Linked DNA regions of Mus musculus: regions 1, 2, 4 and 5 are each linked to region 3. A link is a contact called in public HiChIP or PLAC-seq and promoter capture Hi-C data. All regions are on one chromosome and are shown on one strand. Each heading gives the region's core, a stretch centred on a gene start, on an enhancer-like site or on the middle of the called end of the contact. The rest is flanking DNA. Distances are from core to core; before and after follow the strand shown. Region 1 holds the start of Olfr1509 (olfactory receptor 1509). Region 2 holds the start of Arhgef40 (Rho guanine nucleotide exchange factor (GEF) 40). Region 3 holds the start of Ttc5 (tetratricopeptide repeat domain 5). Region 4 holds the start of Mettl3 (methyltransferase like 3). Region 5 holds the start of Ap5m1 (adaptor-related protein complex 5, mu 1 subunit).

Region 1 (5,668 bases), core at 629-3,128, 1.7 Mb after region 3:
TTCTTTCTTTCTTTCTTTCTTTCTTTCTTTCTTTCTTTCTTTCTTTCTTTCTTAGGTATTTTCTTCATTTACATTTCCAATGCTATCCCAAAAGTCCCCCATACCCTCCCTCCCCTCCCCGCACTCCCACTTCTTGGCCCTGGTGTTCCCCTGTACTGAGGCATATAAAGTTTGCAAGTCCAATGGGCCTCTCTTTCCACTGATGGCCGACTAGGCCATCTTCTGACACATATGCAGCTAGAGACACGAGCTCTGGGGGTTACTGGTTAGTTCATAATGTTGTTCCACCTTATAGTGTTGCAGTACCCTTCAGCTCCTTGGGTACTTTCTCTAGCTCCTCCATTGGGGACCCTGTGATCTATCCAATAGCTGACTGTAAGCATCCACTTCTGTATCACCATCATTCTTAATGAGTGGATACAAACCTAGTCAAGTTCAGCCATTCATACAGACTCCCCTCAAGTCAACCCATGACTGTTAGGCTGCTTCAAATAGTACTAGATTTAAAATTCCTCCATCTTTATTATTTTTTTTTTCTGTAGTTTGGACACTGTATGAGACTACCTTGCCCTAAGTGAAATAATTAGATCAAAGCCTCATTTTGGATGATTTGTGATGATTACCTTTTAAAACTCTTATAGTTTATGGTCACCCAGGCATCATGAACAATAGGAACAATGCGATAGTATATAATTTTCCTGGCAGAAAAGTTACATTACAGAACTGAAAGAATCATAGTTTGTGGTTTATTAGTTCAATTGAGAGGGCGTGATTAGACTCACAATACCTAAGAAGTTAGTTTACTGCAAATAAGAGTTTTTTTCTGCCAACCTACAAAGTACAAGGCACTTGCCAAGTGCTGCAAGAGGTAAGTCATCTGTGGTTATTACTTTTTGAAAAAATACTTTTTACAATTAGAATTTAATTATATTATTTCCTCCTTCCTTTCCCTCCATCTAAACCTTACCATATACCCTCCCTTGCTCCTTCCTAAATCATGGCCTCTTTTTATTAAGATATATATGTATACATATAATATTTAAACATTAATGTACAAATATATAAATATGTAAATACAACTTGCTCAGTCTGTAGTGTTTAGTGTTACTGTGTATATATAATTTCAGGGCTCGTCACTTTGTGTTGGATAACCAAATAGGGGAATACTATCTCTTCCACTCTCAGTATTTCTTAGTTGCCTGTAGTTCTTTGTTTACAACTGCGGCCTCATGAGGTTGTCTCCTTTCATGTTACTGAATCTACTGGTATTGTACTTGTTCAGGTGTTGTTTAGGCAGCCATATTGGTGTATCATTGGCAAAACTTCTCTGTCATTCCTAGGAAATAGTATCTCACAGCCAGTTTTCCTGGTGTTCTGGCGTTTAAAGTCTTTCTGTTTCTTCTGTACTTTTAAAGAACAGCTTAGCTTATGGAAATCAAAACTAAATCTCCTACTTTCTTTTATAGTTAAGTACCATAAAATAATTATGAAAGAGAAGCAAACTTTTATTGAATCAGGATAGTTTTTCTAAAGTCAGTACTTTGAGGTAATACAAAAACAAAGTAAGAAATGAATAGTATTTTAATAAATGTAAAATGACCCCACACTGGACAAAACAAAATACTGTTAAAGTTTTAAAGATTATCTTAATAACAGAAGTCAAATAATGAGTGGTCTTCCTTGGAGCTTTATGATTTTGGCACAAGTCTGATACTATTCTTTGTGGATTATTCTGAAATGAAAAGAACCAGGTTAAAAAAAGGGGCAAGGATTTAAAATAACTTACATATTCATGCCAAGCCTCAAAGAAAAACAGTCATTTCAATGACTTCATCTCTGTATTACTCAGGATAATTTAAAATTTAACCCCCATCCCCAGATCCTCCGGAACGCTCATTAGATGGGAGCTCTAAATCAAACAAGAGTGACTGAATTTATCTTCCTGGGCCTCACTGACAACTGGGTGTTGGAGATTCTGTTTTTCGTACCATTTACAGTCACTTATATGTTAACACTTTTGGGGAACTTCCTCATTGTTGTTACCATAGTCTTCACGCCACGTCTCCACAATCCCATGTACTTCTTTCTGAGCAATCTGTCCTTCATTGACATCTGCCACTCATCTGTCACCGTGCCCAAGATGCTTGAGGGTTTGCTTTTAGAGAGGAAGACCATTTCCTTTGACAATTGCATTGCACAGCTCTTCTTCCTACATCTCTTTGCTTGTTCTGAGATCTTTCTGCTGACGATTATGGCGTATGATCGTTATGTGGCTATCTGCATCCCATTGCATTACTCCAATGTGATGAACATGAAGGTCTGTGTACAGCTTGTCTTTGCACTCTGGCTGGGGGGCACTATTCATTCACTTGTGCAGACCTTCTTGACTATTCGTCTACCCTACTGTGGCCCAAACATTATCGATAGCTACTTCTGTGACGTACCTCCTGTCATCAAGCTGGCCTGCACAGATACATACCTTACAGGGATTCTGATCGTGTCCAATAGTGGAACCATCTCCCTCGTATGTTTTCTAGCCTTGGTCACTTCTTACACAGTCATCCTGTTTTCTCTTCGAAAACAGTCTGCAGAAGGTCGTCGGAAAGCCCTGTCCACCTGCTCAGCCCACTTCATGGTGGTCGCCCTGTTCTTTGGGCCATGTATCTTCCTCTACACTCGGCCAGATAGCAGCTTCTCCATCGACAAGGTGGTATCGGTTTTCTACACAGTGGTCACCCCTTTGTTGAATCCTCTCATTTACACTTTGAGGAATGAGGAAGTGAAAACTGCCATGAAGCATCTCAGGCAGAGACGAATTTGCTCATGAAATCATGTGTGTGTGTGCTTGTGTGATGTTGTGATAACAGTCACGGTTGTGACCACATCCTGAATGTGGAAGTAACAAGTGCTCTTAAACGCTGAGCCATTTCTCCAGCTCCGAAAATACATTTTCTTAATAAAATACTCAGAAGGTGAAAAGTTAAACATTTTGACTAAATTAATTATGACTTTTTATTTTCATGGTTGATCCTTTCACACTGGAATCTGTCTACGTCCAAGCCTCAAAGAGTTTTGGCTGTTCTACTTTGCAAATTTTATAATTCCATTTTGAATTCTAGGTGTATAATGTTTGGGGTTTAGTTTTTCTTTGTGGTATGAAGTAAGTTTGAGATTTGTTTTACTATCCATTGGCTTGATATGGCACAATTTGAGACGTTTATTTTATTATTAAATTACTTCTATTGAAAAAGACTCGATCTTTCAAGTGTAGATTCATTTGTAACTCTTTTTTAATTAAATTATTTTATTTATTTACATTTTAAATGTTGCCCCCCCTTTCCAGTCCTCCGTTCCAGAGTTCTTCACCCCTTCCTACTCCCCTTTGCCTCTGAGAGGGTACTTCCCCACCCAACCACCTACCTGCTCCCATCTGCCCCTAACCCCCTGAATTTCCCTTCCTTGGGGCATCTGATCTCTACAGGATTAGGCGCATCCTCTCCTACTGAGGCCAGAGGAGGTAGTTTCCTGCTACATATATGTCATGGGTCACAGACCAGACCATGTATGCTCTTTGGTTGGTGGCTTAGCCTCTGGGAGCTCTGAGGGGTCCGGGTTAGGGATACTGGTTAGTTGTTCTTCCTATGGGGCTGTGATGCCCTTCAGCTTCTCCAGTTCCCCTAACTTCCATAGAGTCCCTGACCTCAGTCCAGTGGTTTTATTTGTAATTCTTTACATTGACTTTCATGTCTATATTTATATATGAGCACACTGTCTTGACTATTTTAGTTTGATAGTGGACTTTCAGTGATGTTATGTGACCTTATTGATCTTTCTCAAAATGTTATACATTTTCTTGGGAAACATTTTTCTACAGAGGAAAATGTTGGAATCTGGACTGGGGTCACATGATCTCGATAGACAACTTGGAAGAGAACTAAACTGAAAAATATTCAACCTCAATCTTCTAATTTGAGGTATCCTATTATTTGTTTATGTTTTCTTTAGTTTCTTCATTAATACTATCATTTAAATTTATAATAAAACACAATTCATTAAATTTATCTTCAAGTATTTTGTTTCTTAAAAAATATACACAGTGGATTTTATTCAACTGTAAAGAAGAATGAAATTTATCAGCTATAGGAGCATAGATGGAGCTGTAGATGACTATATTAAGTGACAGAAGCTTGAATTAGGCATGGTGGTGCATGCCTCTAATTTCAGTATTTGGCGTGGGGAGGCAGGAAGATCAGGAGTCAAGGCTAGCTATGGCTATATTGTGAGTTTGAAGTCAGCCTGAGTTTCATGAGGCCTTGTCTCAAGAATAAAGCAAGGCAGAGTTGAAATACAAATAATCACATATTTTCACTCATACATGAACTCCTATAGACAAAAAACCCCAAATAGAAATAAGACAGATTGATGAACACTTTACAGGAAATATCTAAAAGAATAGAGTAATGGGAACAAGCAAAGTAAGAAAGGGGAAAGAAACAAATATCTCATAATTTCTCTCATATGTGGTTTCTCATATGTATTATACACACACATATATAAGCTGAGGATATATATATACACACACTATCATATATATGTATATATATACACACACTCTTTATATATATATATACACTATCATAATGAGAAGTGGGGCAAAAGAGAGGGCACTTTAGGAAGTGAAACACAATGACTTGAATTTATGAAAACGGCACAATGAAATGCCACTTGCACATTAAATAAACAATAAAGTATAAAAACTAAGACAAACATTTCTTATTAACTTGTCTACCATCGGTTTATTTTATAGTTTTAATTTTCAGGCTGTTAGGGATATAGCATCTTTTCTCCCATTATAGAGGCTGGATACTCTAACAGTGGTTGTGTGTGCACACCAGAGAGGCAGAGAGCCAGGTAGGTTGAGTTCATAAAGCTGATACCTAGCAGCACCAATTCAGTGCTGAAAAGCCAGGAAGGTCCCTGGAAAGTCATTGGTATTGAGTCTAACCTAGAAGGAGAGAGACACTGAAGTCTGATGCTAACATTACAGGCTCAGAGAAGTAGTGAAGGCAGTTAGGAACTGGCGGTTTGCTGTATTGATTGTTATCGTTAATTTCGTTTTTACATGTTTATTGTTAATATGCAATTATATATACTTATATTTATTCCGTTGACATTGCTAAATTCAATCAAAAGTTGGGCTAGACAAAATCTCTTTTCCTTGTCTCTCTTGTACCCTTACCACCTCACCTTCTCCTTTCTTTCTTTCTTTCTTTCTTTCTTTCTTTCTTTCTTTCTTTCTTTCTTTCCTTCTTGTCTCTATTCCCCTTTTGACAAAGATTGATCACAAGACCTTACAAATGTTGGCAAGCACTCTGCGAGTGAGCTGCCGCCCTTCAGATCTTCAGCAGGGTTTTAAGTCTTTCACCTTGGTAACAGCATCATCTACGAATAAGAAGTTTGCTTCTTCCTTTCTGATCTGCATAATATTTGTTTTTCTTTCAGTCTTATTGTGATGAGTAGTTTCTATAGGGCAGTATAGGGCAGGGGTTTTATAGTACAGGCAGCTTTGTACCTAAGTGAGGAGGAAGCTTTCAGTAATTCATAAAGTATGGAGTTGGGGCCAGAGAAATGGCTCAGAGGTTAAGAGTGCTGCTGTTCTTGCAGAGGA
Region 2 (5,750 bases), core at 1,461-3,960, 1.2 Mb after region 3:
GCTTCTCCATTGCAACCATACAGAACACTTCTTAGGAATTGATTTAACTATTATTCTATACCAAGTCTAGATAGAAGTGGACTTTCTTTCTCCTTTGGTCCACAGAGACACATTTACCACTTTTAGACACTCAGCACTATTACAAAAGCAACATTATATTAATGGGACAGTGAGGTGGTAGAAAAGGTGGTATAATAAAGTTCTTGTATGTACTTTGACAGCTAAACTACTATAACTTACAACTTGGTTAAGAGTGAAAATGTGGAGTCAGACAGCTGGACACAAGCCCTGGCTTTCCCAAGTACTGTACAGTATATATTCAAAGTTACATCATTTCAATAAAATGAAATGTCTTCTTCTATGAAATATGTAGGAATTTTCTAGGTTCGAAAGAACTCGAAATATATAAACCACAGAAGTAGATGCTCACAGTCATCTATAAGATGGAACACAGGGCCCCCAATGGAGGAGCTAGAGAAAGTACCCAAGGAGATGAAGGGGTCTGCAACCCTATAGGTGGAACAACAATATGAACTAACCAGTACCCCCAGAACTCGTGTCTCTAGCTGCATTTGTATCAGAAGATGGCCTAGTCGGCCATCACTGGGAAGAGAGGCCCTTGTTCTTGCAAACTTTATTTGCCCCAGTACAGGGGAACACCCGGGCCAAGAAGCAGGAGTCGGTGGGTAGGGAAGCAGGGCGGAGGGAGGGTATAGGGAACTTTCAGAATAGCATTTGAAATGTAAATAAAGAAAAAATCTAATAAAAATAAATAATAAATAAAAATATATAAACCACATTGAAAAGTATCTGTGATGCAGGAGAGGACCTGTTAGCTTGGTATCTTCTCTATCTCTGCTTTATGCTATCCCTTCACATCACCTACCAAAGAGCACACACCAACTCAGACTGCATTGTATGCACACTGGTAGGTAAGAGTTCCCTACGGAGAAAGGGCTGTTAACCACTGTAAGCACACACCATGTACTGAAACTCATGGTAAGAAGGGATAACTTATATCTCAGAACCTAAATCCAAACTCCTTCACGCCACCAGTTCAAAGCTTTTGAATGGATCTTTTTTCCCATGATATATGTTTATATCTCACTGCCTAGCTATGGGTGTCCCTGGATTCTACCAAATGATTTGAGCATAAGGAATCTTAAGTTCCAATAAGGGAAGGTTCAATCGTTCCAGACCGAGAATGGGTGAACTAGATTTGATGAGTAAGGTTTACAGAAAATCCTCTGAAAAAAAACTTCCCTAGAAGGCCTCTACAACCTGCTGCTGGGCAGTATTTACCAGGCAGACACCAGGGGGTAGTAAAATCTCACTCTCTTGGTCATTAATAACAAGGAGACTGAAGAGTCTACCTTAACTGGAAGGTTGGAGATAGCTCCACAGTTCTTGCCGGTTAATCACAGGGTTTTCCCTGCTTGAGATTCTTTTTTAACCCTATGAACCAGAGGGCTCGTGTCATCCCCATGAATTAAGTTTCTCCCTTCTCCAGACCCACAGGAAAAGGGGCAGAATGTAGCATCCTAAGATGAAAAGAGCCTGTCATGGAGGCCCTTTCTTCTCCTCCTGCTCCAAGCCTCATCGACTGTATCCACTACCACACGTCTTCTAAATAAACTTTACCCTCTAACTGCAATGCCAACACCTTCACGATCTCTCTGGGAAATGAGTACCTTTCAGATCGCCTCCCAAATGTCCACCTTTTGGACCAGTCTGTGACTCAGAGACAGGCAGGGCAACCCCTTGATGTGCTGCGGTTCCTCAAGCCTTTTTGAGAGACCCCACTCGGCCTTCACTTCCATGTAGAAGTGATACTCGAGTTTGTAGGTGAGGCAAAAAAAAAAAAAAATTAAAGGAGCCTAGCCCCTTTTGTCTGAAGTGTAAGATAATAGTCACTGCCAAAAGCCCTAGCATATGGGCCACTATCGCCCTGCAACAAGAAGGAAAGATCTGACATCAGTACTAAAGCGTGGGGTCTAATCCGGGAACTGTTGCTTCCCCTTCTCTAACCGCAGAGCAACAGGGGTCTAAGGTAGAGAAAAAGGCAAAGGCAGCGTGGAGCAACTCCGCAAACGCCCCCAGACCCTACAGAGGGATCCTGATCCCGGGGCCCTGGCCTCTCAGCCGTGACACATATCCCCCCACCCCACATGCCAAGCCTTTACTTCGTAATTCCCCTCATCCCCCGCCCTCCCCAGGCTGCACACAGGAGCCCATTGTAGTCTCATGGAGCCTTGAGACCCAAGAAGGTGGAAGGGGAAGAAGGGCGGGCAAACGCCCAAGGCTTGGGGGAATACCCTAATTTCCCGGCCTTCAGCTCTACCTAAAGGGAACTAAAGGCTGTGGATCGACCTGGGCCCCAGGACCTTGCCAAGCCTTGCCACGGACCGGAGATGTGTCATGGACCCTAGAGATGGAAGAAGGCTTTTGGCCGCCGGGCAACCTGGGACCTAGGCGGGTCCCCTGCAGGGTCCCGAGCTGAGGCTGAACTGATCCCGCAGAGCGAAGAAGACGCGGGAAACCCGGGGCGTCCTCAGCTGGGCGGTTCTCGGAGGGGGCGGGGCGGGCTGGCAGCAGACAGCCAGGGGAGCGGAGGCGAGGCTTGTGGCCAGGGTTGGGGGGGCTTCTCGGCTGGGGTCCCGGGCTGGGCGGGGCGGTGCAGGCGGCCGTCTCGGCCCTCCCTGGCGGGGCCCCCGCGGCCTGGGCTGCCGAACGAGCGGGGAGAGCCGCGGTCGCCGCGCGAGTTGTCCTGCAGCTAGACCCGGCGAGACTGAGCGCCCGGAGGGAGGCGGTGGCTCACCCGCCCCGCCCGCCCGCCGGAGAGTGGGACACCTCCCGACGCCGAGCCATGGTGAGTCCCGCGAAGCACCCCGGTGTCCCCTCGGCCTTCGCGCAGCCCGCTCCGGGCCCCCAGCCCCGTGCCTCTTGTGCCCGCTTAGCGCTCCTTGGCGCTTCGGAGACTCTCCACCCTCCCATCCCCCCTTCTTTTCTTCGATCTGCGGTCCTGCTGCCTGCTCAGTCCCTACCGAGTATTGCCATGACCCTTTCTTTCTTCTGTGCCACCTCCCCATCCTTCGATGGTCTTTGCACACATCCCACCCCCGGTCTTTTTGGTCCTACCCAGTCTTCTTTTGCTGAGTTTTCCCTCCCCCTCCCTATCTCAGTTTTTCACTCCTGGAGACCCTCTGCGAGTTGGTCTGGCGGCAGCCCTTGAAAGGGCACTGTCCTGGGTCATGAGAACTGACCTGCCTGGAACCACCATTTTCCATCCCAGTCCCCAAACCCGGTGAGATGGGCCCACCCATCCGGCCCTGAGGGACTAGCCACAGCTGTGGCTGGGCCAGGGCCAAAGGGCATGTCCAAAGGGAAATTCCCTCACAGAAAGGGGGCTGTTTGGGGGTGGGTAGGGGGTGTTCCGCAGTACCAATGGGCGTGACGTTGCCAGAGCCAAAACCATAGTTTTTGGGACAAAGTTCCCCGAGGTTCATGCAGCTGCAGGGAACTGAGCTGTTCCTGACAGTGCCTGCCTCAGAGCACTGTCGCTGCAGGGAGGGATCTGGATGGAATCCTGTAGAGCAGAGGCTCGGAGAGCAGCAGCTCAGGGTACCAGAAGCCCATGTCAACCAGAGTGAACACTAAGCCCGGAACTTTCCGGCCAGAAGTACTATGAAGTACTACGGGGAGAGCGCCCACTGCCCAGGCGGGTGCAGCCTATAATGCTCATTGCAGAGTGGAGGAGGGGGAGAGGCCCTGCCAGGGCAATGTCTACGGAGAGTCTGGGAAGCATCACCCTGCTCAGAGGGTTGGAGCAAGACAGGAACTAGGCCAGTGAGCGCTGACTCAGTCTCGCCCGTCGTTTGGTCCCAGCCGACCAGAGGCCTGGTGTCTTGGGCTCCTGCCCACCTCCGCCTGCTCCAGACCCCTCCTCCCCTCCTGCCGAGGCCGTTTCCTGTGGCTGCGACTCTTGTTCAGCCATGAGCTCACCGCCCCTAATGGGTTGCAGCTGCTTCGCTGCTCAAGCAGTAGCTCCCCGGATCCTAACTTCGGAGCTCGGGCCCACCCAACCTCACCCCTACCCTTCTTCCCACCCACGTACACAGTCCTGAGAACACTGAGGGTCTGTCTGCTCGCCCACACCTTGGAGCCAAGTTTGGGCTCTGATAACACAGAATGCTGGTCTCTGGGGTGTCTGAATACCCTAATCTTCCCAAACAGCCGGGATTAAGCAACTCTGGCTGGAGAGATTTCAGAGTAAAATAAGTAATTTTTGTCTTGGGGTGGAAGCAGAACCGTCTGCAATGGGTAGAGAGCTAGTAAATGCAAAGAGAGGTAGAGAAATAAATACTGCAAAATACTTTCCTCATTTACAGCAAAGACATCTGATAAACGGAACTTAAAAAGCCATCTTGAGAGAGATATGGACATGCAAAGAAGTAGACCCCAGAGTTGTTGTTTAGGAAGTGAGTGAAGAAACGTAGCCCAATGAATGATTCACTTAGGGAGTTGGTCAGTACGGGACACGACTTAGTCTTTGAGACAGGTTATCAGACAGAACCCTCTGGAACTAGAAAAAGAAAGAAAAAAAACTGGAATACATAGCATCAGACCACCTCCTCTCTTCTCCAAGAATTTTGGGTATGTCTTTATCTTCTTTCAAATGGCTCCACCATTTGATTCATTGTGGCCAATCCCACAGGTTCTGGGAATGAAAGAAAGGGATGCTATAAAGGCCTGAGATAGCCACAGTCTTCTCATCTTCTTTCTTCCCACCTATCAACCAACTATCTCTAGGATGCAGTAGTTTGTGAGTGGGCATACCTCCACTTACAATAAAGGTATCTGGATGGTGAGCTCGGGAGAATCCATTGGCAAAATGGCTGTGTAGAAACCCCATACCCCCCACCCATCCACCGAGAATTCTTAAGCATCAGATGGGTTCAGTGGCCCAGCCTGTCTCTTTCCTCCCGGGATGCAGTCACCTCAATTCACAAGTGCCTGGAACAATCCTGACCAGAGTCATCTATAACAAGTTCTCCCTGGATCACTAAAGCCAAAGTCTCAGAGCTTAAATGTGAAGCCATGGTAAGCCTGTGTGTGCTGACTGGCCAGGCCCCTCCTATTCCTGGGCTCATTCAGCCAGCATTTTCTGATTACTCACTGTGCACATATGATATGAGACATATCTATCTGCAAACTGGCCAACTCCCAAGGAGCCATGCTTAGAAAGTCTAGATGTCTATAGCTCGGTATTGTCTCTACCAGGAGCCTGAACCAGTGGAGGACTGTGTGCAGAGCACGCTTGCTGCCTTGTACCCGCCCTTTGAAGCCACAGCCCCAACCCTGTTGGGCCAGGTGTTCCAGGTGGTGGAGAGGACGTACCAGGAGGATGCGCTGAGGTACACGCTGGACTTCCTGGTACCTGCTAAACACCTGCTTGCCAAGGTCCAGCAGGAAGCCTGTGTGAGTGGCCATCAACCCTTTTCTGCCAGGCTAATTTCCTCCTGCTTAGAGACACAGTCTTACCAATAACCGTTCTCCCCAGGAGCCTTTAGGTCTCATTTGCCTGACCTCCCATGATTGTGACTACTCAGATACTAACAATCTGCAAGGGCATTCATTTTCCTTTAAGTTGACTCTTAACACATATTGACAACCCCTAAGAGACCCTGACTTATCCAGGACACGTTTCAAATGATGCCTCCTCGTGAGTATCTTAAAACACTCCCTCAGAC
Region 3 (5,061 bases), core at 126-2,625:
AATTAACTAATGTAGTGCCTATGTTATTAACAAATTCGTATGCATAAGTAAAGTCCTACCCTGATAAAAACAATAAGCTGACACCTTCTTTATAAGTATTTCTTAACTTTATGTATATTATTCCCAGGAAAAACAGGTCCTGAAGAGACTGGTTTCAGCACATATATAAAGTCAGCATGCTCTACTCTGTTCTATAATAATAATAAAATGGTCAACATGATCTGTGGAACACAATTTGTGGAATTTTTAAGAGAGTTCTAAGCAACAGTCACAGCCAGTTTCTTTTTGTCATGCAATGAGCATGGCTGTAAAGTTAAAGGAAAGTGTTATTGTTGTGTTTTAGTCGTTTTGATTTTGCTGAACAAACTTCTGTGGTGGCAACAGCAACACAAATGAGTTGTTAATGAATAGGAAAGTGTGAAAACAGGAAGTGATTCACGGCCACTCCAAATAGCCTCAAGGACAACACCATTCTGCATAACGTTTTGTATTTCTTTCCTATGCATACAAATGTACAAAGTGCATCCAAAGTCTCGCTGCCGATAGGATTAAAAATCTGACTTCTGCCAATCCCACTAAGGAATAGTTAACCAAAGTCCATGTTCTGAGTGTTCTTTTAACTCCCACAAGAAACAAAGAAACCTAATCAATGCTTTAAATTTTGTTAGATTTGGTGGCTCAGGCCTTTCATCTCACCACCTGCGAGGCAGAGACAAGTAGATCTTTAGGAGTTCGAGGCCAGCGTGGCCTGTAAAGCCAGTTCCAGGCGACCCTGATTCAAAACAACAAACAAAATTGCTAGAAGTGTATCTAGTTTAAATGCAAGGATGTCTTCGACCACAAACTAAGTTTCGGAGGCTTAAAGAAAATCTTAACTATTAAAAACAAAAATAAAAACGCATACTTGAAGGAAACTCCTCTCTGCCTTTCCACAATAGTCACCTGGGGAGTGGGTGGGGTTAAGAGATTAACTCGACAAATCCGAAAACCAACAACCAGGGCATCTGTTCTGCAGTCTATTTCTGAGTGTGGCCAAGTTCAATGCAGAAAGATGCTAAAGAAATGGCTGCTGCTGTGGAGCACAAACAACTCGGTTAACAGTCGGCAGCCACCTGCCACTCCGCGTACAAAGCTACTTGTTACCGAGGAAACCCGGTGGGCAGACTCCCTCCGGGCGCCCACCGAGCAGCCCTCAGCACCGGCTGAACCGCCGCACTCCGCCGCCCGGGCCCTGACCACTGCACTTCCTCCTTTCAGAGCAAGGAGCCAAAAGATTTTAACTCACAGCCTCACCTGCAATTTCTGCAAGACGTGCTTCGCTTCTTCCTCTTCATCAGCCATCATCCCAGCCGCTCTCAGCGTCTCCTCCCCCAACTTTTCAACCACAGAGACTCAGCCATGCCTACGCTGAAACCACAGCGACCCCTGGGGCTCCGGAGGCCCATCTGCGCCTCAGAGACACAGCTACAACCCAACTTAATCCAGAACTTGGTGTCTCAAAGATGCCCTAGAACTGCTTTGGGGTTTTGTTTTGCTTCTTTTTATTGCGACAGAATCTCACCCACCAAGTAGATCAGATTGGCCACGTAGATCAACGTGGCTATGTTGTCCAGGCTGGACTTTTGCCACAAACCCTCAAACTGGGATAACAAACACCTGCTGAGTTTGTGATCACTTTCGGTTTCATAAATAAATTTCCTAGTTTTATAATTCCCTTCCCAAATTCTGGAATCAAAATGTTCTTAAATTAATTCCATTCATTTTTTTGTTTTGTTTTGTATATTCTTGTCCTTTTTTACATCACTCTTAGAAAGCAAGGCCGACTATGAAAGTATGCATGTCAGGTGGTATTTGGAAGAGAACTCCCTGCAAGGGAACTTGTCTGAATATATACCAACTGAAGATATCTGCACGTGTAATTTTTAGCTTTTTAATGTATGATCCTAATAAGTCTACTATGTTTGAGGCTGGCATGCCACCATACTGTACATTAATAATGTTCTCATGTTTATTATTTCTGTAATAAACCATCTCTGAAGAGAGAAACAGGGATTGAGAACTGCAGGTGACTTGAGAAGTCTTCTCAGTGTATTTTCCATTTTTTACCTTGAACATGAATTGCCTATTCAAAAATGAAAAATTTAAACCTTCTGTTTGTTTGAGACAGAGTCTGATATATCCCAAGCTGGCCTGGAACTTGCTATGTAGCCAAAAATAACCTTGAATCCCTGATCTTCCTGCAACCACTTCCAAGTGCTTGGATTATAGACATTCGTTACCCCTGGTTTTTAAGTTTTGAGACACGGTCTCACTATGTAACCTCAATTGTCTGAAAGTCTGTATGTAGATCAGGCTGACCTCGAACTCAAGGAGTTCCTCCTGTCTCTGCCTTCTAAGTCCTGAGATTACAGACAGGCATCACCACATCCAACCACAATCTTAAAACTTTTAAAATTCCTTTGCTAAAAAAATTATCTCTGCAAAAAGACATTAAACACCTCCAAATGCTTCCAAAAAGACTGTGCAGCAGAGACAAAGAAAAAAAGTGATCATTTCCTGAAGTGGAAATTTCTGGAGACTCAGGTCATAATGCTTTGCTGGGGCAGACAGGTGAAAGGATGTTTGGCTGAAGCAGACACAGGTGAGAGGATGTTTAGCTGAAGCAGACACTTGAGAAAGAATATAAATATGATCCCACAGACAGTGAGTGGGACAAGGCTTGTGCTTTGGCTCATCTTGCACCTCGCTAGTCTCAGTTGATAGCGCTCTAGGCCTTGCACCACCTTGCTGATCTCTGCTTCTCACTGATCTTAACAGAGAGTAACTCACCCAAGAACTTCTCATGATATTCCGACGGCTTCTTGCCATTTCCACAGACTCCACACCGACCCAGCAGAGCCTCTCAGTTTATTCTGAATCCAGCTACAGCTGCTGAACTCGTATGTGGTGTCTGCTGAGTGGATGGAACTGCATCTGCTGATTGGTGTGTGGTAGTTTGCTAGTAGAGTGAACTGCTGATAATGCTGACAACAAAGATTGGAATCACCCAAAGAACTCTTTCTAAACTAAACAGGTCCACTTCCCGTGTCCTAATAACCTTTCTTTTGCATGACCTCTGGTGGGTGGGAGGCTAGAAGTGAAGTTAAAGAATTTAAGGACCCTTATTAAAGTACGTTTTGAAAAAAAAATCTAAGCCTACAATTCCCTCTGCTTTTTTTCATGCCTTTAAAAGAGCCCACAATGGGGCAGTCGAGATGGTGCAGTAGTTAAGAGCACTTGCTGCCTTTCCAGAGGATCCAGGTTCAGTTCCTAACACCCACATGGCAGACCACAACTGACTATAATTCCAGTTCTAAGCTATCTGACACACTTACACAGGCATACATGCATGCAGGCAAAAACACTAATGCACATAAGGTAAAAAAAAAAAAAAAGAAATCATAAAAAATGAAAAGCCTGACATGCAAATTAAAATTAACTTTTTTAAGAAACATAATATTCCTGACAGTTTATAATTAAATTTTTTTCAAATTTACCCTACTTATATTTCAAACTGTTCAAGATGCCTATTTCCTTATATTTTTCCAACAAAATTGAAAAATCTCATAGAAAGAATATTTCTTAAACTATAATCTAAAATCTTTTTACTAGCTATAAAATATGTATTTTCACTTATTGGTCTTGGTGTTAGGTGCTTCAGGGAGGTAGGCAATGCCATCAAGGGGCAATCATCTCAACCAAGCTTTCTGCCCTGTGCAGAAAGGCGACTAGGGAAGCAAGACTGGCAAGCCCCACACTGTGCCATGCAAGATGACAAGTCACTGTGTCTCTGTTGGTGCATCTTATCCCTGCTCCCAGAGGCACTGGCATGTCTCTGCTCCTGTCCCCAAGAAGCTCATGATTGCTGGCCAGTATTGATAACTGCTACCCATCAACCAGGGGCTGTACTTGCCACCATGGACAACTTTGCCAAGGCCACCATTGATGCCACCTTTAAGACCCACAGCTACTGTGGGTCTTGCCCCCACCATCCCCAACCTCTGGAAACAGACTGTCACCAAGTGTCCTTATCTGGCAAAATTCACTGACCATCTCCATAGTAAGCTCAGGCCTGAAAAATAATAATAATAATGTCTCCACAAAAACAAAGCTAGAAAGGTTAACTCCGTCTCACACTGGTGTATGTGGAGGGAAAACCCTTGGAATCCAGTTACTGTTCGCCCTCTAGTGGAACACTAATTGAATGTACTAACTAGGCACAATTACCCTATAAGTCAGAAATAGTACTTGATAAAGAAAAACTGTTTAAAAGCATTAATATACCTTCTTATAGTCAGCAGCACTAGTATAGGAATGGCTTGATAAGTTCTGATTAAAGTTGACCTTCACAAATCTTTCACCTAATCTGTAACCATGTTAATGTGCTTTGAGGTCATTTCTAAGTAGGAACCACTCGTACTTTATAGTCAACCTGTTCAGAATTGACTGAACCAAGAGAACACTGTAGAGTCAGTCTTACTACACTCTGGACCTCCAGTGCATCTCCGGGCTCACCTGAATTCACAGCCTTAGCAATGTTCTGTAAGCAAGGCCAGAAAAACAATTTTCTCCCTTATAAGATTTGCATAGAAGACTAAGCAAAAGCTACTTGGTCCTTTTTGGTTTGTATAGGTTCTTGAGACAGGGTTTCTCTGTGCAGCCCTGGCTGTCCTAGAATTCACTCTGTAGACCAGGCTGGCCTCAAACTTAGAAATCTGCTTGCCTCTGTCTCCTGAGATAAAAGTTGTACATCACCACCACTTGGGTCCTCATGACTATATTTGCTGTACAGCTCAATAAAGATGGCCTTTATTCAGCATTTTAGATTAGGTAATTAGAATGCTAGAGACCAAAGTCTTCACACTCTTGTGCACAGGGACACAGATAATTAAAAATAAAAATATGCCGGGTGGTGGTGGCTCACGCCTTTAATTCCAGCATTTTGGAAGCAGAGGCCGGCAGACTTCTGAGTTCAAGGCCAGCCTGGTCTACAAAGTGAGTTCCAAGACAGCCAGGGTTACA
Region 4 (5,424 bases), core at 2,144-4,643, 1.5 Mb after region 3:
CGGGCATAGAAGCACATTGCCTTTTAGTCCCAGGCAAGCGGAGGCAGGCAGTTAGCTCTGAGTTTGAGGCCAGCTTGGTGTATATAGTAAGTTCCAGACCAGCCAGAGTTACATGGTGAGACATTTTCCCCTCCCCTTAAAAAAAAAAAAAAAAAAAAAGGATTTTTTTGATAGGGACTATAAAAGTATAGGTGGGGTTTTTTTTTGTTTGTTTTTTGTAGCTCTGGCTGTCCTGGAACTCACTATGTAGTCCAAAAGTCTGCCTCGCTTTGTCTCCCAAGTGCTGGAACTGAAGGCATATACCACCACAACTATCCTATTATTGGTAAGTTGTAAGTCAAATTATATCACTACTTTGTCATGGAGATGCCTGATTTTTTTCACAGGGTCTTACTATTTAGTCCAGGCTGGTCTGGAACCTACTATGTAACCCAGTACAGCCTCAAACTCTGCTGCCTTAGCCTCCTAAGTACTGAGATTACAGGTATGAACTATCATGCCTGGCCTTGTTTGTCTGAGATAGGATCTACTTAGCCCACGCTAACCTAAAAATTTCTAACCTCCTGATGGGGTTATAGGCATGTAATGCCATGCCTAGCTTGTTAGGTAGATTTTGAAATGGTTTTAAGTCATATATTAACCATTTCCCCATTTATACTCAATTATGTGGCCAAGGCTGAAAAGATGGCTCAATGGTTAAAATGCTTGCTGTTCAAACCTGGGGTTTGGTCCCCAGAACATATATGGTGGCTGACAACTATTTGTAATCCAGTTTCATGGGATCCAAAGATTTCTTCTGGCTTTGAAGGGTATTGGGCACACATGTGGGGCACATAATTCCGTGAAGGCAAAACACTTACATAAAAAACAAACAAACATGTGTGCCAAGCACTGTGTAATACAATCCTATTCCTACAAATGTTTATTTTGTTAATCAAAACTCCAGGCAATTCTTTTTTATTGTTGTTGTTTTGTTTTTCAAGACAAGGTTTCTCTGTATAGCCCCAGCCATCCTGAAATTTGCTCTGTAGACCAGGCTAGCCTTTGACTCTGCCTCCTAAGTGCAAACTAAGATTTGTATGTGCGCCACCACCACCCAACATGGCAATTCTTATTATACATTGACTTTGTAGGGTTTTTTTTTTTTTTTTGTCTAGCCCAATTTAATGAGCATACTTTGGGAAAGCTGTCCATGACCAAAACAAATGTTAGTAAATAAGTCTTAAATTCTTGAGTGTTTTCCATGATTTCAAACTTCTAATTAAAGCCAAAGAAACATCCTTTTTGATGTAATCTAGCCGAAATTCTATGTGGAAACATAGACTGCTTTTCAAGCTACAAATATAGTTAAAACTGGTATTTTATAGAAATATGCAATGATACCTAATGCCAAATATGTTTAAACAAACTTTTTGCTATTAGGTTTATTTCAAACAAAACAAAGAATCTATCAACTCAAAACAAGGAATCTAACTGCTGTGCCTGTTACATTTTTTGATTAAAGTGTTACTGTTCTTCATTCCTGGTGTGTTTGAGATAGGGTCTTACTGTGTAGCTCTGGCTATCCTGGAACTCACTATGTACACCATGCTGGCTTCGAACTCTCAAATCTTGGTTTCTAATTATTCCCTTTTCCTATGTTTTGCACTTTGTGTTCCATAATGCCCTATTATCTTTTTTAAATTATGTAATCTGATAAATCTTGTATTGGCTAATGCAGTTTAAAAATCAAGGCCAAATTTAACTGGCAACTCCAGTAGGAAGTCCCCATTAAGCTTGCCCCATTTCTTAGTCATTGTAGCGACTGTGGACCCATTCATTTAGCATCTTACATATATAATACTGTAGCTGTGACACTTTCTTTCTTTTTCTTTTCTTTTTTTTTTTTTGGCTTTGTTGTTTTGTTTTGAGGCAGGGTCTCTCTAGGTAGTTCTGGCTGTCCTGGAACTCACTGTGTATACCAGGCTGGCCTCAAACTCACAGATATCCCTCTTGTTTAAAAAAGTGCTGGGATGGGCTGGTGAGATGGCTCAGTGGGTAAGAGCACCCGACTGCTCTTCCGAAGGTCTGAAGTTCAAATCCCAGCAACCACATGGTGGCTCACAACCATCTGTAACAAGATCTGACTCCCTCTTCTGGAGTGTCTGAGGACAGCTACAGTGTACTTACATATAATAAATAAATAAATCTTTTAAAAAAAAAAGTGCTGGGATTACAGGCATGAGCCACCATGAAGGGTTTTTCTCCCTGCTTTTTCTTCTAATCTTCTTTGATTCTCACATAGATTTTTAAGCTCCTTTAAGGTAACAGCAGTGTCTTCTTTTTGCCGAAACCCATGAGTAGTGTAGATATGCAATAAATGTTCACAAATTACGGTGAGACTGAATTTCACCAAGGTCTGCTGTTGTGAGCTGTGAATACTGCAAAGCACTGACATGCTACCCACACATGTAGTATGGATTCGGTATTCTCGCAGAGCTTTGCAACTGGTTTACCTTAAATAATTGAGCTTGTGCTGGAGAAGGCTATTAGGGTAGTACTCTTTTAAGTGCCTTCAATTTTTCTAACTTTGTCATACAAGGGGGAGGGGGAAAATGTTTAAAGACCAAAATCAAGTGTTTTCAGATTCTTGCTACGTTTGTAAACACTTGCACTACTCATTCATTAAGGTCCTAGTGAGAAGGTCCTAGTGAGGACCCTGTTGTGGCTGCTAAACCGGGCTCTGGGGATAGATATACAGAAGCAATCCTTGCTCCCCGCCCACATGGGAAAGAAAAGACAGTGACAAAGCAAACGTTACAACTAAGGTAAAACAGGCACAGAAGCAACAAAACGGGTTTTGCTGGCTCTCGGAATAAGGTACTGAGAGGCTTCACGGACGCAACATTCTCCTAGACAGGACTGGAATGGGACCCAAGGAGAGGAGTGGACCCATGTTGGTGTGGTGTTACGCTTGAAAAACCGACGCCCGGGAGGAGGCACTGCAAGCTTTCCCGCAGGTGGGCATGCGTTTCAGCTACTCGGGAAAGATGGGGTAACCAACAATCGAGGAGTCCAATAAAGGGCTGCTCCGGAAAGGGCGCAGAGCCCGGGGCTGTCTTCCTCTCCAGGAGTCTCTCGCCCCGCCCAGGCCCGCCCCGACCACCCCGCACCTCACCCAAGTGCCCAGAGTCCTGCTTCCGTCGCCGCTGCAATCTCTCGCGAAGCGAGTCCAGCTGTTTCTTATGGGCCTGGATAGAGCTCCACGTGTCCGACATCCTAGCTCCCAGCGCGGACTCGGCTCGAATCAGGCGCGGCGGACTAGCACCTCCCCAGCCTAGAACTAAGAAACATCTAATTCTCACGAGGACGCCCGAAGGCCAGCCGGATAGAGCCAAGATGAAAAGCCACTTCCGGTTGGCGAACCAGCCGGACGTAATCCTCACGGTAGTTCTCTCTCGTGTTTCCGGGAGCGCTGAGGCTGTGTTTGCCATGTTGGTAGCTGGCAGACCCGCCATGTTGTTTCTTTAAGTCGTTAGTGACAACGCATTTAAAATAGCAGGGCTAGAACAAGTGTGAGTGTTTGACGGGTGGGTGTATGCGTGGAGAGATGGATGGACGGGAAGGAGTGAACAGACTGTTAGTCTGGTTGATTGTATATTCTGGTCCTTGCACATACGGTCAAGCACTGTATCATAGATTTCTGCCCTTAAGGCCCCAGATTTTCTAAGTTAAATATTATCTTCCTTCCTTCCTTCCTTCCTCCCTCCCTCCCTCCCTCCCTCCCTCCCTCCCTCCCTCCCTCCCTCCCTCCCTCCCTCCCTCCTTCTTTCTTTCTTTCTTTCTTTCTTTCTTTCTTTCTTTCTTTCTTTCTTTCTTTCTTTCTTTCTTTCTTTCTATACAAAGTGTGTGAAAGGAGAGTGGAGTTTCACTATGTGGTTCTGCAACTCACAATCCTCCTGCCTCAATATCCGAGTTCTGGGAATTCAGGCATATTCTAAGACAAACATCTTAATTAGGGAACCATCTTTTTCAGCGTGAGGGAGCACTCTTTAAAAATGTTCAGGATGAGTGGAGAGATGTCTCGGCAGGTAAGAGCACTCAGTGCTCTCCCAGAGGTCCTGAGTTCAATTCCCAGCAACCACATGGTTACTCATATCCATCTGTAATTGGGATCCGTTGCCCTTTTCTGGTGTGCCTGAAGACGGCTACAGTGTACTCATATACATATAATAAATTTGTTCTTTTTTTTTTTTTTAAAAGAAAATGTGCAAGAAATGGGGAGGTAGCTCAGTAAAGTGTTTGCTGTGAAAGCATGAGATTCTGAGATTCCCAGAACCCACATAAATTTAAGGCAAAGCTGTGTGGGGTGGCAGACATTGTTTTAGCTTAATTTAGAAAAAGGTTTATTTTTGTGTTTGAATATTTGTATATGTGTGTTTGTACACACACACACACACACACACACACACATACCTGGCTCCCCTGGAGACCAGAAGACGGAGTCATCTTCGTGAACTAGAGTTACAGGCAATTGTGATGTACAATGTGGGTGCTAGGGTTTGAACCTGAGTTCAATTCTGTAATAATAAATTGTGCTCTTTACCACTGAGCCTTATCTCCAGCCCATGACTAGGCAGTTGTTATCTCAGTGTTGGAAAGGCAGAGAACAGTAGATCTCCTGGGCTGGCTATCAAACCTATCCAGAAACAAAAACTAAAGTAAAATTATTTCTATTATTGCACTGAATGGTCTTATGTACAGTAGTTTGATTACAAAAACTAATAAAATAGTCCCTAAATAATGAAAAGTTAAGGGGCTGGAGAGATGACTCAGCAATGAAGAGCACTGTCTGCTCTTCCAGAGGTCCTGAGTTCAATTCCCAGCAACCACATAGTGGTTCACAACCATTTGTAATGGGATCCAATGACTTCCTCTGGTGTGTCTGAAGACAGCTACAGTGTGTACTCAAATAAATAAATAAAAACGGGGGTGGTGGGTGATAGCTAAGTGGCAAATATGTGCATAGTATGCCATAGTATGCCAGAGATCTCCAGGGCAGCAAAGCAGAGTCAGGGTTTACGCGATTGTGAGACGACGTTGCACTCCTCACTTCAGCTTTGCCTCCTGTGCTATGGGGGTTGGGTCCACAGTTGGACCAATGTCTCCCATAATTTATGATCTTATGTGGGATGTATATACTTGCTGTTATTCCTGATAAATGAGCCAATTAGAGCCAGACAGGATCATATTAAAGGCAGGTTTACTGGGAATCTGCTCTTGAGTGAGTTCACTGTCCCCAAGGATTGGGGCCAGGGGGGTGGCCATGGATGGGGATGGGGGAAGAGAAAAAGATAACAAGTTCTCGAACAAGGGGAGAAAAGGAGGAGGAGAGATGGGGAGGGGAAGAAGAGAGCAGGGTCGAGGGGGGGGGAGGGAGAGAGA
Region 5 (5,770 bases), core at 3,005-5,504, 1.7 Mb before region 3:
CTATATAAAGCAATAATTTCAAAACTGCTACAACTAGTTGGGTAGTTTTGTTTATTTTTAGGGTTTTGAATATAGCCAAGTATATCTTGAACTCCTAATTCTACCCACCTTCCAAGGCTGGGATTACAGGTATGTGCTACAACCCCTAGCTTTAATCTATACATTTTTCCTCCTCTTTGCAACATTGGGGATTTAACTCAGTGCCCTGAGTGTCAAGCACTCAGCTAGAACCTCAGTCTTTCTTGCTTTTTATTTTGAGACAAGAATCTAAATTGTCCCATATTGTCTTCAACTAGCAATCCTGCAGTGGTCTCTAAAGTAACTGAGATTACAGACCACCCACTAGATCCAGCCTAGCATATACTTTAAAAAACAAACAAACAGACAGACAAAAACATATTCCTTCTCTCCTTAACACACAATTATGTTTTCTTTGCTCTGGTTCATGTATCATCAACCACCTCCTTTCCCAACTTCATGAACACACATAAACTAACTCCTCTGTAACCAAATTCTCTTTGTTCTTTTCCAAAATGCCTTCCCAAATCCTCATCTTTCTGTCTCCAATAAATTAGTTTAAGAATTTTACCTTCTAGGTTAAATAATCAAAAACAGACAATTTGAAAGGATTGACAAATGTCAAGAACAGTTATTAGTAACAATGACAGATATCAATAATCCACACTGAAAGTCATTATTCACAATAACATTAAAGTCTTATGACTCATGTAAGCCTACTAGGAAAAAGTCATCAACTCCTTTACACATGATCTACAAAAACTTTCTTAAAACTTCCTCAAATTCTCCCTCTCCTCTCAAACACTTGTCCTGAACCACTACTTTCTTCACACACAAACGTGCACGCGCACACGCACACACAGAAACACACACACTGCCCTCTTCCCTCTTCTCAGTCTTTCTTTCTTTCTTTCTTTCTTTCTTTCTTTCTTTCTTTCTTTCTTTCTTTTTCTTTCTTTCTTTCTTTCTTTCTTTTTTTTTTCTTTTTTCTTTTTTTTTTTTTTCCGAGACAGGGTTTCTCTGTATAGCCCTGGCTGTCCTGGAACTCACTCTGTAGACCAAACTGGTCTACCCTTCCCCTTACAAGCTGGAGTTACCCTCCTGCTTGAAGTTTCTACTCTCATCTATTAACACCTAACTTGGGATACTATTAGTATGTGGGACTTTCCCTAATTACCCCAGGAGAAGGAGTCTGACCTTCCTCTGCACCATGTTATCAGTTAACTCATCTGTCTACCCCAACTATAATTTTTTACTTCAGGATCTTTTAACCAATGAATAGACTTTTCTGTGGCATGTCTGATGAGACATTCAATACTGTTAATTTTAGCAGTTTATCTTGAAGTTGATAAGTACTCAAAAATATTTACTGAATGAATAACTGGCCCTAGTTTTTAACAAAGAACTCTCCTATAAAATGTAACCTACCAAGAGAAATGTGAAGAATCAGTAAGAATGACAGGAGAGACAGTCAACAAAGGAGAAGGAAGTATCTTCGGTGGTACATAGAAAAAGAGCAATATAGGCAGCAACAGAAGAATTTACCACTCAAGCCATGTTTTAATATGCTGACTATCCAAACCACTGAGGAATCTCAGTTCAGATAGGCCATCCTGAGTTTATTACTTAAAAACACCACAGACAGATTCCTTCAGAAAGACCTGTCAACGAGGAATGAAATTAAGAAGGTATTCTGGGCAACTTCCAGGATATACATTATTGTAATAACTGAGTCACCTAGTAATAAATCATCCCGTCAACTGAGTAAAGATTTACAGTTTGATTTTATTGTCAGAAGTTGTCTGTTTAAAAAAGGATGAGTCACCAAACCAGTAATAAGATTTTATAAAAAGCAGAGTTAGCAATGAAATTTCATAAATTCAAAGCTCAACTTTGTTTCCACTTAATTTCTCTGATGTGGAAAATGGAAGTCCAATTCTATTTAGAAGTACATGAAAACCAGGATGCATAAAAACAAAATATCCTTGACTACATCCTGCCCTGTTTCCCTTGCTCTCCAGCTGTGACTTAGAATGGGAAGTAGGAGAGAAAGACACAGCCTGACTTAATCTGCAACCCATATTTGTAGCAGTAGCTGCAGGAAATGGCAGCAGACACTGGGGGCCTTTTTCCTTCTTCCCTTTCTATTAGAAAAAAAAAAAGGTAACTTTTCACTTGGAGAATGAAGGTTTATTCACAAGCAGAACCTAGTGCAGGGTTAGACTCACAGGAAAGGACAAACAGACTTAATTATGCATAACTGGCACTACTTCATTGTAACTATTATTATGTTTCTGATTTTGATGAAACAACAACTACAAATGACAGAGTTGGGATCACTCCAGTTATGAGACCTATCAATATGCCTGTGTGTTCTACGAATCTTCCGATTACTGTATCATCATTGGGTTTCTCTCCTACAGAACTGCTGTCACTAAGCTAAACAACTTTAACAACTCCACTAAATGACAAGACTTAGAGAACAAAATACAAATTTCTTCACCCCTTCCCCCCACCCCCACTTTCTTCATCCCTGAGAAAGAAAACACATTTTCGAATAAGTTACTGAAGACATCTTGGTATACGTCTAAAGAAGAAAATATAATTTTCCATCCAAGAGGAAATTGTGGATGTTAAAGAGAATTCACTATAACAGTAGGATAATATACTGTTTTTCTGTTAATAAGTAGCTCGTCATGAAAGTATTATTTAAAGATCCCAAAGCCTGTAAGATATAAAAATTGAAACAAGTAATTACAGAATTACCTAGTATCTTGACCAAGGATACACAGTAAATGAGCAGAATTTTATGACTGGTGAAGCAAATGTTATAATATCTCCAGACATTTACATCTGAGGAACAGCAATAAATTTTTCCTAGGTGTAATTATAACTTTTACTCAAATCACTTTCATTACAACTTACAATTTAGGCATGCTATTTCTCTAAACAAATGCAGTATCTATGCTAGGAATGACTGCAAGTCAACGTTCAGTAACAAAAAAAAGTAACTGAAAAGTTAGATTTTTTTTTTAATGGAAACAATGGCATTTAAAATTCACGCCACAGAACACGCTGATGCTCAATGGATACAATTTTCACCTATGGTGACATTCTTAACTGTGAACTGCAGTGTTCTCTACAACTTACACTTCTGCTGCTATGGAGTAATCACGCCCCAGCGGGGGAGAAGGTGTATTCCTCATTTTTCTTCATATGACTACTTCTATTTTTTTCCACACAAGAAGATACTGTTTCATTGTCTTGTAACCCCATTCCATTATCTCAAACCTCACCGCTTCTGACACTGACACGCCACAAAATCCAACTGTCAAGTTTAAATATTGAAACACTCAAGAAAATGCACCTGAACGCTCCCACAGCTTCTCACAGCCCAAGGATCCTTTAACTAGCAGTCGGAGGGTTCCACAGCAATTAAATGCAGTAAGATGTGTCGCTTCCCTTCCGTGCTGAGGCTAAGTAGGCCTTTATTGTCCTTAAAAGAATCCTCCCAGCCTTTTCGACTGTAAGGTAAGACGGCAGGCACCCCAGGGCCGCTTCTGAGCTTGTCGGAACCTCGGCACCGAGGAGCCCCCCAGAGTCTCCATTCAGATGCCCCCTGTAGCACCGTCGCGAGGATCCGCACAGCAAGACCCGGCTCGCCGGCCCTGGGCTCCGGAGTCAGCCCTGCCCACTGCCCGTCCGGTCTCCGGGACGTCTGGCCGCCCTGCCACCCGAGCCGGCCCAGCGTCCCGCCGCCACCCGCCCCTCCCCCGCCGCCGCCGCCGCCGCCCGCCGAGCCCCGGGACCCACCTCGAAGAGCTCGGCCGTCGTGGCCATGCCGGCCGGCTGAGAGGCTCGCCCCGCGCTCGAGGCCGTCTCCGCTTCACATGCTGCGCCTCAGCGGCGCCGCTCACCAGTCCCAGCTCGGCCTACCGCCTCCGGCCCGGGCTGCGCACCGCTGCTGGCTGCCCCGGTCCTCACACAGCGAAGGCAGAGAGGGAGAGCAGCCATGAAGCGGAGCCGCAGACGCCTGTCAGCTGCCTCCCGGCGCCGCCCGCGCCGCTCCCATTGTCACCGCCTCGCACGCCGGAAGTGGGGCTGCGCGCGCCCGGCCGACTTCGCGGGGCGGGCGAAAGGAGCGAGCGGCGAGCGGGCCGCGGAGGCGCTCGTTTGCGACAGGGTGACGCGTCTTGAGCCTCGCGGGCCGCCGTCCCGGAAGTGGGCGAGAAGAGTATTCCAGTCCCTTGAGATTCCGGGTGTAGGTTCTTAAGACCTTCTGAGGAGTGTTTTAATCTCTTGAAGGGACCGGGAGACTTGAGTCACCTCACCCGGAAGAGCGAGCATCTCCAGTGAGCTCTTGCGGCTCAGGGAGAACCCGGACGTTGCCTGGTACAGCCCATCTAGAAGGCGGGGTCTACTTTGGCTGGATGGCGACCTTAGTTTCTACATCGCTCTGATACTTGGGAGGCTTAACCATGGCCCTGCGGGCAGTGTGGCTCATACGTCACGAACCAGGAACTCCACTTGGAGGCACCGTCAGATTCTCCAGGTAATTGCAAGTCTGGATCCTCAGGCATGATGGGTCCAAGGATGAATCTAAGCAGGAGTTTTTGTGGTGCGCTGAGTCTCAGCTGTCCCAGGAGCAGCTAGCAGGGTGCCCTTGGGCAATTTAGGCTTTCTACGTTTATCTCACTTTGTTGTAAGGAATGAGTTGCTTGTTACATGATGCTACATGTTTTCTAGTATTACTGCTATTGTATCTTTATTTATTTATATATTTGAGACAGGATTCATGTATACCTGGCTGTCCTAGAACTTGATACGTAGACCAGGCTGGCCTTGAATTTACAGATACCTCCAGAGTGCTGGGATTACAGGTGTGGGCCACGACACCCGGCTATACTAATGTATCTTTAAAATTAATTCCATCTGTTTAAGTTTGGTACAAAAATGATTGCTTAAAGAACGTTATAGTTTGCAGCTTCTAGTGGGTGAGCAAAATAGAAGTGTGAAAAATTAAATTACAGTCACCTTTTTATCCAGGTGGCATAAGTGGTTTGGTCCCACCTTTAGAATTTGCCATATCTTACCAAGATAATTCTATGGAGAGGACTCTGCAGTTCTTTATATTAGATATTAACCCCGATATAAAGTATAGCTGGCTAAGTTCCCCCCAGTCTATAGGCTGTCTCGCCACTTTGCTTGTAGTTTTATTTGCTTTGCAGAACTGTTTTGATTTCAGGAGATCCCATCTGTCAGTTCTTGAAGTTGTTACCTGTCTCTTGGCATTATTTCTAAGAAGCCTCTGTGTTAATGAGTAGATGTGTGTTCTTGGAAAGCAGCAATGTATGGTAGAAAGGTGACCAATTTTAAATCTCTTCGAATGTAAACCAGAAAGCATTTGAATGGTGTAACTGAGGAACTCAGTTATTAGGTTTTTGTTGCTGTGGTTTTGAGACAGAGCCTCACTGTGTACCACTGGCTTACCCAGAATTCACTGTGTAGACCAAGCTAGCCACAAACTCATAGATACCCTCCTGCTTCTGGTTTCCAAATACTAGAATTAAAGGAATGCAACAACCATGACCCCCATTAGTTGTTAGTTTTGCTTACATTTCAGTAACACATGTACCTGGTGTCTACCATACTGGATAATGCAGCTCTAGATACTTGAACTGTATGAATCTATGGTTTTCTTTATTTACATTCCTTAATGATAGGGTCCAAGCTGCCTCTACCTTTCAGAACA

What was found. Promoter capture Hi-C pulls out the DNA fragments that hold promoters and counts their contacts. HiChIP or PLAC-seq counts read pairs in DNA pulled down with a chosen protein or histone mark.
Region 1: a promoter capture Hi-C map of pre-B cells shows a contact between it and region 3, with 3 times the contacts expected there. The contact joins the promoter of Olfr1509 here to the promoter of Ttc5 in region 3. A contact is called at or near these places in 3 of 39 promoter capture datasets (cranial neural crest, frontonasal cranial neural crest and pre-B cells).
Region 2: a contact with region 3 is called in a promoter capture Hi-C map of cranial neural crest. The contact joins the promoter of Arhgef40 here to the promoter of Ttc5 in region 3. A contact is called at or near these places in 3 of 39 promoter capture datasets (cranial neural crest, hippocampal neurons and liver).
Region 4: a contact with region 3 is called in a promoter capture Hi-C map of pre-B cells, with 5 times the contacts expected there. The contact joins the promoter of Mettl3 here to the promoter of Ttc5 in region 3. A contact is called at or near these places in 6 of 39 promoter capture datasets (the 3T3-L1 cell line, cranial neural crest, hippocampal neurons and 2 more).
Region 5: a contact with region 3 is called in an H3K27ac HiChIP or PLAC-seq map of extraembryonic endoderm stem cells, with 12 times the contacts expected there. The contact joins the promoter of Ap5m1 here to the promoter of Ttc5 in region 3. A contact is called at or near these places in 1 of 39 promoter capture datasets (embryonic stem cells), 2 of 484 Hi-C or Micro-C datasets (liver and muscle stem cells), 2 of 115 datasets of contacts at active chromatin or transcription factors (extraembryonic endoderm stem cells and pro-B cells) and 2 of 9 other capture datasets (adipose tissue and liver).

Annotation. Positions count from the first base shown.
Region 1 is chr14:52,448,515-52,454,182 of GRCm38.p6, forward strand. Olfr1509 (olfactory receptor 1509) reads left to right here and starts at 1,879. Exons shown (of 1, transcript NM_020514.2): 1 at 1,879-2,888. The coding sequence starts at 1,901. The coding sequence ends at 2,827. It also overlaps Tcra.
Region 2 is chr14:51,982,123-51,987,872 of GRCm38.p6, forward strand. Arhgef40 (Rho guanine nucleotide exchange factor (GEF) 40) reads left to right here and starts at 2,711. Exons shown (of 24, transcript NM_198249.4): 1 at 2,711-2,869; 2 at 5,281-5,478. The coding sequence starts at 2,867. Gm16617 (predicted gene, 16617) reads right to left here. Exons shown (of 3, transcript NR_045728.1): 2 at 5,398-5,519; 3 at 4,267-4,717.
Region 3 is chr14:50,784,145-50,789,205 of GRCm38.p6, forward strand. It overlaps Ttc5 (tetratricopeptide repeat domain 5), which reads right to left and starts at 1,376. Exons shown (of 10, transcript NM_001080949.2): 1 at 1,294-1,376. The coding sequence starts at 1,344.
Region 4 is chr14:52,301,731-52,307,154 of GRCm38.p6, forward strand. Mettl3 (methyltransferase like 3) reads right to left here and starts at 3,394. Exons shown (of 11, transcript NM_019721.2): 1 at 3,158-3,394. The coding sequence starts at 3,257.
Region 5 is chr14:49,062,295-49,068,064 of GRCm38.p6, forward strand. It overlaps Ap5m1 (adaptor-related protein complex 5, mu 1 subunit), which reads left to right and starts at 4,255. Exons shown (of 8, transcript NM_144535.5): 1 at 4,255-4,570. The coding sequence starts at 4,497. Exoc5 (exocyst complex component 5) reads right to left here and starts at 4,373. Exons shown (of 18, transcript NM_207214.3): 1 at 3,832-4,373. The coding sequence starts at 3,858.